Linked DNA regions of Zea mays: region 2 is linked to region 1. Evidence: chromatin contacts called from public Hi-C data. All regions are on one chromosome and are shown on one strand. Each heading gives the region's core, a stretch centred on a gene start, on an enhancer-like site or on the middle of the called end of the contact. The rest is flanking DNA. Distances are from core to core; before and after follow the strand shown.

Region 1 (6,174 bases), core at 3,289-5,788:
ACTGAGGAGGCAGCAACCCACACCTATGATCTTGCAGCGCTCAAATACAGGGAATCAGACTGCAAACTCGACTTCCCAGTAAGTTCAGAGAGTTCAGCATGCACTTGTCCTTGTTTCAGTACTGTGCTTTGCTGCTAATTCTATTCAATGTGTAGCTTATGATCTGTTTTATAAACAGATTTTAAACGATTAACATGTTTATATCTTCACATTCTCATTGTTTTAATTTACAAATCATTAGGCATGCAACATATATGTCCATTTTTTCCCAATCCTATTAATTTGGGGTTATAGAAATGCTCGTACATCACCCCCCTTTGTTAGGAGTAGCTAGGTAGTAATTTAAGTACATGGCCCAGTTGAATAGTCGAACCTTGTAAATATGGCAGTGATATAGTGATACCTTGCCTGATTGTAGTACATGAGGTTTCTTGTGCAGCAGCTAGCCGCGAGTGACTGTGGGTGAAGCTCCTACGGACGCCGATCCGCCATCACCGTGGCAAGGAAGGAGCCTGCCCGCCCCTCCAATGCGCCCGCTTCGCTCGACGCATGTTGCCAGATCTGCAGCGACGGTGACCGGTGGATGCAACGCCACGAGTGACGGTGGGAGCTCACATCATTATTTTTGAAGTTTTTTTATTAGGAAGGTAGCACCACTTTTCTGAAAAAAAATGTTTAACCATATCTTTCAATACTGAAATTAAATCTTGATGGCTATCTTTGTTCTACTTCATGTCATATTTGTGAGTAATATGATTGCTAATTTATTTGTGCACTATTAATACCACTTATGTCGCGTAGTTACTATTTGTAAACATATATATCCAGGTTTTGGTCGAAGCAGAAATTTTGTTTCAATAGGATTTTGGATGCGACGAGAAGTTCGCCATCATAGATGATTGGGTTAGCCACTTGGTACCTGCATACGAGGATAGAATTGTGAGGATCTATGCCAAGAAGCCTGAGTTGGTTAGTGCACATGAAGTGAGCTACTTTGTTTTCATCGTATTCATAAGTTTCCGAATGTTAATGAAATACTGGAATCGAGGTTGATGTATCTCCAGAAGAGAATGTATGGTGAGAAGACTTAAGTCATGAGATGTCCAAGAGAAAGAGGATTAGATCTAACTAGCCATTGCAATGTATTTTTGGAATATGACTTCATTTTATTTTGAAGGATTGATCGAATACTTATTTTGCCTTGTAATGATATTGTTATGTTATTTGGAAAACAAAACATAATAGCCCAAGTTGTGCATATCATAATGATATTCGTCGTTCTATATCTTACGTTTTATACAAATTTGTAACTCTCGTGGCAACGCACGGGCACCTACCTAGTAGAAGAATAAGGAGCGGGGGAGCAGGATCGTACATCATCGCCTTGGCCTGGCAGAAAGAAATAATGCATGGTGCCTGGCAGATGGCACAAAGATGAGTGATATCTAAATTTTATTCAGGTGGTTCAGATAGCACCTCAAATGGTAAAGCGTTGAGGCAGAACCTCTTTGACATAACTTGACCATCAACTTTTGAGACAAAAAAAAAGGTGCAAGGAAAATGAACAAAAGAAAAAATCAAGCAGTGCTATCATTCACAATATCCTGCCTGTCTCTAGGTTGTCCCTAGCTTGCTGTAGGCATGAGTTTTGCGCCCAAAAACCAAACATGCATATATGGCTATCTATGTTCGGTGTCATATGGCATGTCTGCTATATGCTGGTCCATGACTTTTTTTTTTATTTTCTTCTTCTGACACGCCATGTCCTTGCTTTAACTTTCCACGCCTTACAGTATTGTATGAAATTATGGCATGGATGAGGTTGGTTAGCAACTGTTTAATGCCTTGTAGAATCTTAGATTGGTCTAAAAAGAGTTCACGCCTTACGGTATATGGTATAAAAATCAAGCCAGTCATTTGTCCAGGGCATATCAATGGCCACTCTGTTTATACATTTGTATCACTGTCCCGCCTAGTGCTGGGAATTGGGTCGGGCCGGGCCAGCCCGGCCCAAGCCCATCGTGCTTCGTGCCAAACGGGTTCGTGCCAGAAAAGCCCAAACATTTTTTGGGCCGTGTCGTGCCAGCCCGAAGTGTAAAAACAGTGGCCCAACCCGGCCCTAAACAACGTCGTGCCTTCGTTGGGCCGTGCCGGCCCAAGCCCGGCCCGTATATTTGACCACATAAAATCAAAATATTATAATCATATAAAATTCATAACTTACTAAATTAAAGATATTAAACAATTATAACATCATTTAACCACATAAACTCCAAATATAACAACAATATACAGTCGATATCTTATTAAATTAAAGAAATTAAATAGATTGGGCTCAATTGGGTCGTGCCGGCCCAAGCCCGACCCATCTATGCGTGCCGTGCTGGGGGCCCGACGGGTCGGAATTTGAGGCCCGGCCCAGGCCCGACTTCGGGCCGTGCTAGCCCGGCCCATATTGTTTCGTGTCGGACCGTGCTTTGGGCTCTTATTTTCGGGTCGTGCTCGTGCTGGCCCGAAAAGCCCGGCCCAGATTCCCAGCACTAGTCCCGCCAGTTAGATGTTAGCAGATGCGATCTCTAATCCTCCGTGGCACCCGCATTGTCTCTGGCAAACTGTCTGTGATGGCACAGGAATGTGGGGGCCTCGCTCGTCTGACACGCAGGAGGAGGTTCTTATTGCGATGGTGAAAATGCGCCGGAGCGTTGTCCAGGCCAGCAGCAGCAAAGGATCCCGCTCCTTGAGCTGAGATGCCCGGGCCACCCGCCTGCTGCCGGCGCCCCCTCCCCCGCTGTTGGCTCGATCGGCTCTGTTACTCTGGGCGGTGTTCAGGCCCAGGCGGTTGGGCGTCCGCCGCGGCCACACGAGCGCCCGCACCGCACATGGGCTGCCCCCTGGCGCCATGCCATGTTCTCTGGCCTGGCCGGAATTCAATTCACCTCCTGCGGCTCCAGCCCGCTGCAAGCAGGTCCTCCAGTTCGCCGCCGCGGGAAGCCTCGGCCAGGACGTATGTGCTGTGCGCCGCGCGACATGCGGATCGGAGCCAGCCAACGGCAACGCCCGTGACCTGGGCCGCGCAGTGCAGCCGGATCGGACGACACATGACATGAGGCCTGACGGCCTGTTCGCAATTTCTTTTCCAGCGTTCCGGAGTTGATTAATGTTTTTTTTTTGCTATTTACTCTATACTTGTATTCATGAGCATTTCCGTTATAGTGAGAATCAAAAGATATAGCATAATGAGTAGATATCAAGCTACCTTGAGTAAAGAGGAGGTCGTGCAAAATGCAGCTACTGTCGAGAGGAGGAGGAAAGAAAGTAGTACGCATATCGTTTTTGCTTCACGCAAAAAAAATTGATCGATGAAACATGAGACGGAGGAAGGAAAGTAGTACGCATATCTGAATAATGCTTGATGATGTCGGTTCGTATGGTCGCCCATATCAGGTAGCTCTGGCTTGCATGCCATCGTCGGGCCATGCATGTGTGCTTGCCATCAATATCTTTGCATGTATAGAAAAAAAATAAGAAAACATTGATGATGGTTCACTTGTCGCACTGGCTGGCCTAACCATATCTACTTGCAGCAGGAGTCCGGCCATGAACAGACAGAACGCAGCACAAACAACGTACATGTAGAGCACAGAGCAGCGGCCAACAGCTAGTCAAATAGCCAGCAGTGAAGCTCTGGAGCTCTCGCTCCGTCCATGCATCCATATCACTCCATCGATCTCCTCCTCCGTCGCCCGGCCGTCGATCACCAGTGCCGGTCCGGGCGGGTGGGCGGGCGCATGCCATGCACCACCACCTGTATCTCTTCTCTAATAATCGATATTTACACACGCCATTAACATCGTAGGTGCTCTCGCCGTCGCCGAGCGAGTGAGCTAGCTGTGGCCTGTGGGCCGAACCAATGAACCGAATCTCGAATAGGCGGCGCCGCAGCGTCCGTGGGGGCATCCAAATCCCAAGCACGCGGCGGCAGGACACGGGCGCGCGTTCACCGGGCGCAGGCGAGCGCGGAGGTGAGGGAGCGGAAGGCGACCTCCTCGCAGGGGAGGACGAGGGCGCCGCCGGCGCCGCCGGCGCCCGCGAACCCAAACTCCTCCTCGGCGCGCCGCAGCAGGGTCCGGAACTCGGGGCGGTCCAGTAGCGCGATGGGCACCACGAACCGGCGCCGCCGCTCGCCCACGTACACCGCGAAGTGGCCGCGCGGCACGTCGGACGGCAGCCCCGTGGCCTCCTCCTCCTCCTTCTCATCCTCCCCAACGCTGCGCTGATGCTGCTGCTGGCGCCGTCCCAGGCTCGAGCACCGCTTCAGGATGTGCTTCAGCCCCGACGCCGCCGCGCCGCCCTGCTTCTTGTTGACGATCGCCATGTGTGTGTTGTATTGAGCGCGCACGCGCGTATACGCGCACGTACGTACCACGAGCGCTAGCTGGCGGTCGGGACGACGACGGCAACGACGACTAGCTAGCTTGGAAGTTGGAACTCGCGATCGAAAGTGAGATGGTGGAGCACTGGAGCGGGGTCGATATGAAGTGTGGTGGTTGGCGACGGCGAGCGGGACGGCGGGGTGGTATTATAGGTGGAGAAATGAGCCAGGCCTGCTCTGGGTGGGGCAGCACGACACGAGTTCCACATACCAAGTAGTCTCCCGTGCCAATGCCGGTATGTGGTCTGGCCTCTGGCCCCTATAGTATAAACATAACACTGAAAAATCTGATTTAGTTGTAAGCTTTGGAGAAATTGTTGTGAGCTCATTCATGACTAGGATCTGGGAGACGTCACCCAACAGGACTCGAACGACTTCGGTCCTATAAACAGTTGAATTTTTTATTTTTTTTGTAAAGTGTGTAAACGTGAGATTTTGATTAAAAAAAAAATATAAGACGTCAAACGACGAGGGAGCGGGGCACGGCAGGGTGGGGCCGGGCGCCCGTGGGCTTGCTGGGCATGCATGCACGTGGACCCGGCACCACCTGTCTGCAGTCTCCATGTTTCTTACCGTACGTGCACAGTGTACTACGTGCAGCAGTTGCAACTTGCAAGGGTCAAGCCGGTAGGTGGGTGGGGTATTCATTAGATGTCCAAACGGGCCACCCGGCACGGACCCGGTCCGAACCCGTTTCGGCCCGGTACGAATAGGGTCGGGCCAGGCACGGCCCGTTAATACTTCAGGTCGGGTCGGGCTGGCCCACGTGCCTAGGGACATGCCCAAACCCGGCACGTACAGGGAAAAATCGTGCCGGGCCGGCCCGTTGGCCCGGTGGGCCTCAACGGACCGGGCCGGGCACTGGCCCGAACCAACAGTAGAGCGGTATATAAATACATATATTTAACAGAATTAATCATATATAATAACATATTATTTACATATATTAAGACAACACAATATTTATGTATGCATTTTATATTTATGTATGCATTTTATATATGTTTGGCCGCGTATTTAGTATTTACATATTATGAGAGAATTAAATGTATTTACATATTTAGTATTTACATAAATATGCGGGCCGTCGTCGGGCCAACCCATTTATCGGGCCGGGCCAGGCCAAAGCACGCGGGCCGTCGTATCTGCCCATACCCGGCCCGCTAAACGGGCCGTGCCAGTCTGGACCCGTAACCGACCGTGCCGGGCCGTGTTTGGAACGGGCTAAATTCGTGTCGTACCACGGGCCAAATTCGTGTTTACCCGAACCTCTTTTTCATCACTAGCTATAGGACCATTTTTCACCTCTGTTCGTTGTTCAATCTACACTGTCTGTATCCAACTTTCCATCATGTATGGCCACTCTCACTTTGCATCTTGCAAGTTACCACACGCAATGCAGCTCGAGAAAAGATACCACGCCTTTGCAGGGCAGGGGCGGATCCAGCCCATTTTTGTGGTGCCCTGTGACACCAACAAATTTTAGCTATCTCCATTAAAATGTATGTTTGTTAGTGCTTAAATGAGTTGATGAGACTATAACTTAATAATAAAGATGACACCAATAATTATTTTGTCTAGACGGTCCGCTAGCTCCTGCTGGCTGCTGCAGGGTCAACAGGCCGCATATATGATATATCCAAGGTGCTCTCTTTTAAAGTGCAAGGAGTAGCGCGCGCGCGCGTTGACATTTTGATCGAACGGGACGACGACGCGAGCGAGTTGACAGCTAGCTGAAACCA
Region 2 (5,881 bases), core at 1,537-4,036, 150 kb after region 1:
CAACTTTCATATGATAGTTTCTTCATCCGAGGTTGTTTACAAAAACTTCAAACATATTTTTCTATGACAAGACGATTTCAAATCAAACAATTGTCAATTATAAAGTTTCATAATATTTTAAACCCTACAACTTATATTTTGTTGGTTTTTCCATTTGAGGTTGTTTCAAAAATTCTAATTTTAAAATTCAAACAAACTTTTGCATGACACGATTATTTCAAACCAAAATGTTGTGAACTATAAAGTTTCATAACTTTTTAAGTCATACAACTTTAATTTTGGTGGCATTTCCATTTGAGGTCGTTTTGAAAATTCGAATTTTAAAATTTTGAAATCTAAACATAGTTTTCGTTGGCAAGATGACTTCAAATCAAAAAAATTGCCAACTACATAATTCTATAACTTCTCAAGATCTACAAAGTTTATTTTGATTGTTAGGTCATTTACTTATCCCACATGTTGGTTCTAACATTTTTCATAAATTTTATAAATCTCTCTTGTAGTTTTATATAAACTACGAGAGAGATATAGTTTTTATGAACAAATTTACTTTTATTTTGTCATATGAAAAAATGATCAAAATATAGATTGTACATCTTTTAGTTGAAAACTTTTTCATTTGCCAACTACATAATTTTACTTTTATTGCCAACTACATAATTTTATATAAATTTGTAGTTGAAAACATTTCCGTTTGAAATAATTGACTGCTTTAAATTTGAATCTCAAATTTAAAAACTTTAAACATATTTTTTCTATGACAAGATGATTTAAAATCAAATAATTGTCAATTATAAAGTTTCATAACATTTTAAGGCCTACAACTTTTATTTGGTGGTTTTTCAATCCGATGTCGTTTGAAAAATTCAAATTTTAAAATTCAAACAAACTTTTGCATGACACGATGATTTCAAGCCAAAATATTGTGAACTACAAAGTTTCATAACTTTTTAAGACCTACAACTTTAATATTGATGGCTTTTCCATTTGAGGTCATTTTGAAAATTTGAAGTTTAAAATTTTAAAATCCAGACATAGTTTCCGTTGCCAAGATGATTTCAAATCAAAAAATTGTCAACTATATAATTTTATAACTTCTCAAGATCTACAAAGTTTATTATGATTGTTAGGTCATTTAATTATCCCGCATGTTGGTTCTAATAGTTTACTGCTTGAAAATGTGATTTTAAATTGTTTTTGCCTATTGTTGAAAACAAAAGAAAAATCTTTGTGGAGTGTCAAAGAACTCGTGTGGCCGAAAAAATACTCGTCAAAACATTTGGCACTCGATAAAGAACTAGATTCTGGTAGTGTATCATACCATATACAATTATTTGGAGAACAATACATATTGCAATACCAATTCACATATTAAAGAAGTTAAGTGAGTAGATAACTAATGGTTTCAATGGGCTGGACCAGACCATATGATGACTCAAAATTAGTATTCTAGACCCTATTGAGCATACATGGATAAAATGTCACTCACGGATCCAATTTACTACCTCCGTTCATAAATATATGACTGTTTTCGAAAACTTTGACCACTTGTCTTATTCAAAATATTTTTTTTTCAAAAATGTAAAATTTTAAGGTAAGCACAAACTACCTTAAGTGATAAACAAATCAAAAAAAATAACTTATTTTTTAATAAGACGAGTGGTCAAAGTTTTTTATAAAAGTCAACGGTGTCATGTATTTATGAATGGAGGGAGTACCATATTATGAATCGAGTGAGGTATAGACCCCCCAGACTCATACCCGATGGATGTGAAACCCGTGGGCACCGTGTCCGTGGGTGCGACTACAATCCCTGATCAGCTACATAGGGTGTGTTTGGTTGTAGTGACAGAACATGATGAGATAGAACGATCGCTTAAATAAGGTTGTTTGGTTCATTATTGTCCAAGTTATCTCTCAAAATTGGAAGGACGTATCTGTCCTGCCTGTTTGCAGCTGTCCCGCAACCAAACGCATCCGTAGACATTCGGTGTGGATCCTTTCCGAGATGGGAGCATCAAACATTTATTTATGACGCGTATCACAGATGACCTCCACTGTGATTTACCGTACGCCTATAGCTATGCGTTTCTATCATCTTCAAGGCCAACATCCAATGCATCCTAGCTAGCTTCATGTTAGAGATAGCAAAGCGTTGGGAAAGGGAAAATCCCTGTGATTCTAGTATTAATTCGAAAAAGATCTCGAACGATTTTGGCCTGCTCCAGCAAAGATATCTACTGCATATCTATCTCTAATTGTAGCTACGTTTGGCTAGCTGTTAATAACGAACATTATTGGGCTGCAGTATCACTACTGTGAAACGACCTCTTTAGAGATATATATAGATAGCCAAGCATATATCTCTACAGCCTGCTGCTATCTAGCCTGTGCTGGCAAGCCTAGCGTTGCTGAGCGAGGCGAGGTTAGCTGGATGGGCAGCAAAACCAAGAGAAGTGCCCGTAGTTTTGTTTTCCTAAACAAAACAAAGCGGTTAGCTCCCAAGGCCAACGCATGCACGAAACAAGCATGGAATGGAGTAGGGGGGGCACGGCCGTGGGCGCAATCAGACATGTCAGCGAGGGAGACGTGGGCAGCACCAGCGCAGGCCGCGACCGCGATCAGGATTCAGGATCGGACAGACCGGGACGACTCCGCTGAACACCCCGCCGCGGGGCCCACCCCTGGGCAGGCCAGGCCAGGCCAGGCCCCACCCTCCCGCTCCCGCCCCCCAATCTACGCGCTTGTCTTAACCCCCACCCCCCCTCCCTGGCGCACCGTCGGCCCGGCAGCACCCGCTCGCTTCCTCCCCCACCCCTTTGACCGTCACGCCCGTCGTCGATCGGGACGCACCAGCTCCGCCGCGCTCGCTCGCCCGTGGCCGGCCGGGCGGCGATGGATCCCGTGGCGGCGGCGCACGGCGGCGGCCACCACTTCGCGCCGCCAGTGGCGCCGTTCCACCACGCGTTCGGCGGCGGCCACCACCTGTTCCCGGGACAGCAGCACCCGGCGTTCCAGCATTTCCAGGAGCACCAGCTGGAGCTCATGGGCGGGGTCCCCGCCGGCGCGAAGCAGGAGCTCGGCGACGACAGCAACAACACCATCAACAGCGCGGGGAGCAACGGGAGCGGCGACGGCGACCAGCAGCAGCAGCAGCAGCAGGCCGGGGGCGACGTCGACAACCACCACCAGCACCACCACCACCAGCAGGCCGCGGTGATGCGCCGCCCGCGGGGTCGCCCCGCGGGGTCCAAGAACAAGCCGAAGCCGCCCGTGATCATCACGCGGGACAGCGCCAGCGCGCTGCGCGCGCACGTGCTGGAGGTGGCCGCCGGCTGCGACGTGGTGGACAGCGTGGCCGGCTTCGCGCGGCGCCGCCAGGTGGGCGTGTGCGTGCTCAGCGGCGCCGGCAGCGTGGCCAACGTGTGCGTCCGCCAGCCCGGCGCCGGCGCCGGGGCCGTCACGCTGCCGGGCCGCTTCGAGATCCTCTCCCTCTGCGGCTCCTTCCTCCCGCCGCCGGCGCCGCCCGCCGCCACGGGCCTCACCGTCTACCTCTCCGGCGGGCAGGGCCAGGTGGTGGGCGGGTCCGTGGCCGGGCCGCTCCTCGCGTCCGGCCCCGTCGTCATCGTCGCCGCCTGCTTCGGCAACGCCGCCTACGAGCGCCTCCCGCTCGACGACGACGACCTGCCGCAGCAGCAGCAGCACCTGCCCCCTCCTCCTCCTATTCCGCAGGGCATGCCCGGAGCTGCCGGCGCCGGCGGGCAGTCCTCGTCCCCGCCGCCCCCGCCGCTGCCATTGCCCGGACAACACCCGCTCGCCGACCAGCTCCCCCACGGCCTCATCAACGGCCTCCCTCTCCCCGCTGACGCCTACGGCTGGGCCAACCCAGGAGGCGGCGCCGGCCGCGTCGCCCCGTACTGATCGATCGAATCCGTCGCCGTACCGGACTCGGTCGATCCGGACATGGAAGGGGAACCAACGCTTGCTGCTTCATCGCCATCGGCGGATCGACGACGACAAGTAACGATGCAGCTGCTGCTAAGACTCAATCCCTCCTCCTTCCCCTTTCGCTTGCCTTCTTCTTCTTCCCCTTCTACTTGCTGCTGTGGCGTGTATCGACGAATTCTCATGTCATGGATCGATGCTTAATTAGTCATAGACACCCCCGGCTCGTACCGTAGCAGTGTAATTTAATTTCCCTTCCCCCTAGTAGCTCGCAGTGTGCTTGGAACTGCATGTCAGTCTGCTGCTAAATTTCCTTTTACTCTAATTTCACATGATCGATGATCCATGACTGCTAGCAGCTACTACCTTACAGTATATATTACCTGATGAGCAAGAGCAATTGCAATTGCAACTGCAACTGCAATTGCATGCATCGCATCCATCTGTGTGCCGCTCGCTGTGTAGATCAGCGCTCAGCGGCGGTGTGTAGAGCCAGGCAGCCAGCACAGCTCGCAGAAGCAATTAAGCTCTTCTTTTTTTAATATAAAATAAGTATAATAATCTGTATGTCTCCCATCAGTCCATGTCGGCCGACCTGCTGGAGATCGAGCCATGGAGGAGAGCTAGCTCTCGCTAGGGACGAAGGAGGAGCTAGCTAGCATCGTGCAAACTGCAAAGCCAAACGAGACCTGCCTGCCTGGGCGTATTATTATATTCTAATCTATGGTCACGGCATCATACATAGCAATGCAAAACCAACCACTTCACCACACACCCAGCTGCGAGCCGGACGGCGGCGTACGTCCGTGTCCGGCCGGCTTCGCTCGCTTGTTCTGGCGCTGCGGATCGATGCCGCTGATGATGGTGACGACGACGACGACGATATGGCCACGTACGTGCGATACAACAGCTAGTAGCACACAACCACTTCACCAGCATGTGTGTATGTGACACACGCACGCGACACTGCCTGCTATATTTTATGCTGTCCCAAGTGTCAAACCGGCCGGATTATCCGAGACCCATATTGGTTCAACGCCGGAGAGCTTCGTTCGTCGTCGCCGTTCGTTGCGGCGGACCACCACTCGCTCGCTAGCTCGCTCCGTTGAAACAGCCATATGTATACACCTGGTGTCTGACGCAGTGATGCTCATTAATTAAGAAAAAATATTAATAGATTCGCTGCTGCATGTATATATATGGTTTGCATTTGAAACCATATATTAATCACAAAAGCACAAGGATATATATATAGATGTGTAGCTCGTCTTTGTATGCTTTGTATTAAGTCATTAGCTAGAAATAAAATCTTTAGTCCTTGTTCGGTTGCATGTGTTTGATTAGAGGGATTAACAGAGATTAAATTCTCTTCTATTCATTTTTTACTATCATTAAATTTAATCCCCTACAATCCACTTCTAACCGAACAAACCTTTGCTGGATCCATTCTTTTGCTACTTAGAAACCACCATTGCATCTTTTTTTTTGCTCGGATTGTATTTGTTTTAGATTATTCCTTGGGGCCTAACATGTCCCCAAGACCAAAGTAACCTAGTTCATATAAGTTGAAATTCTAAGTATGTATCCCCTACCCATAGCTCACGCCTTCCTTCTAGCTAGCTACGACCCAATTGCACATCACTATCTGTCAGGCTCCATATATAGAGGGTGTTTGTTTTAGCTTAAAATTGGATTATGCCATCAGAATCAGCTTCTTGTAGCCAAACGCTTCGCTTCTCACTCCTCTTCTTTGAAAATCGTTTTGGTGAAAATCGTCCAAAAAACATGAACATAGAATCCGTCGAGTCGTCGCGATGTGACAAATCCATCACTTTCTAGATTCCAAATCCTATATACACATTCATCTTCCTCCGCACGTAAGCCCTATTATATTCAGATTCTCCACACAACCAGATTCTCCAGAAATCCGGTTTTC

The links. A called contact is a pair of places that touch in the nucleus more often than the background predicts.
Region 2: a contact with region 1 is called in a Hi-C map of tassel, with 2.0 times the contacts expected there. The contact joins the promoter of LOC100304287 here to the promoter of LOC100382171 in region 1. A contact is called at or near these places in 3 of 25 Hi-C or Micro-C datasets (bundle sheath, ear and tassel).

What each region holds. Positions count from the first base shown.
Region 1 is chr9:23,659,974-23,666,147 of Zm-B73-REFERENCE-NAM-5.0, forward strand. LOC100382171 (SAUR-like auxin-responsive protein family) reads right to left here and starts at 4,539. Exons shown (of 1, transcript NM_001321398.1): 1 at 3,486-4,539. The coding sequence starts at 4,375. The coding sequence ends at 3,998.
Region 2 is chr9:23,814,369-23,820,249 of Zm-B73-REFERENCE-NAM-5.0, forward strand. It overlaps LOC100304287, which reads left to right and starts at 2,787. Exons shown (of 1, transcript NM_001165729.1): 1 at 2,787-4,276. The coding sequence starts at 2,896. The coding sequence ends at 3,921.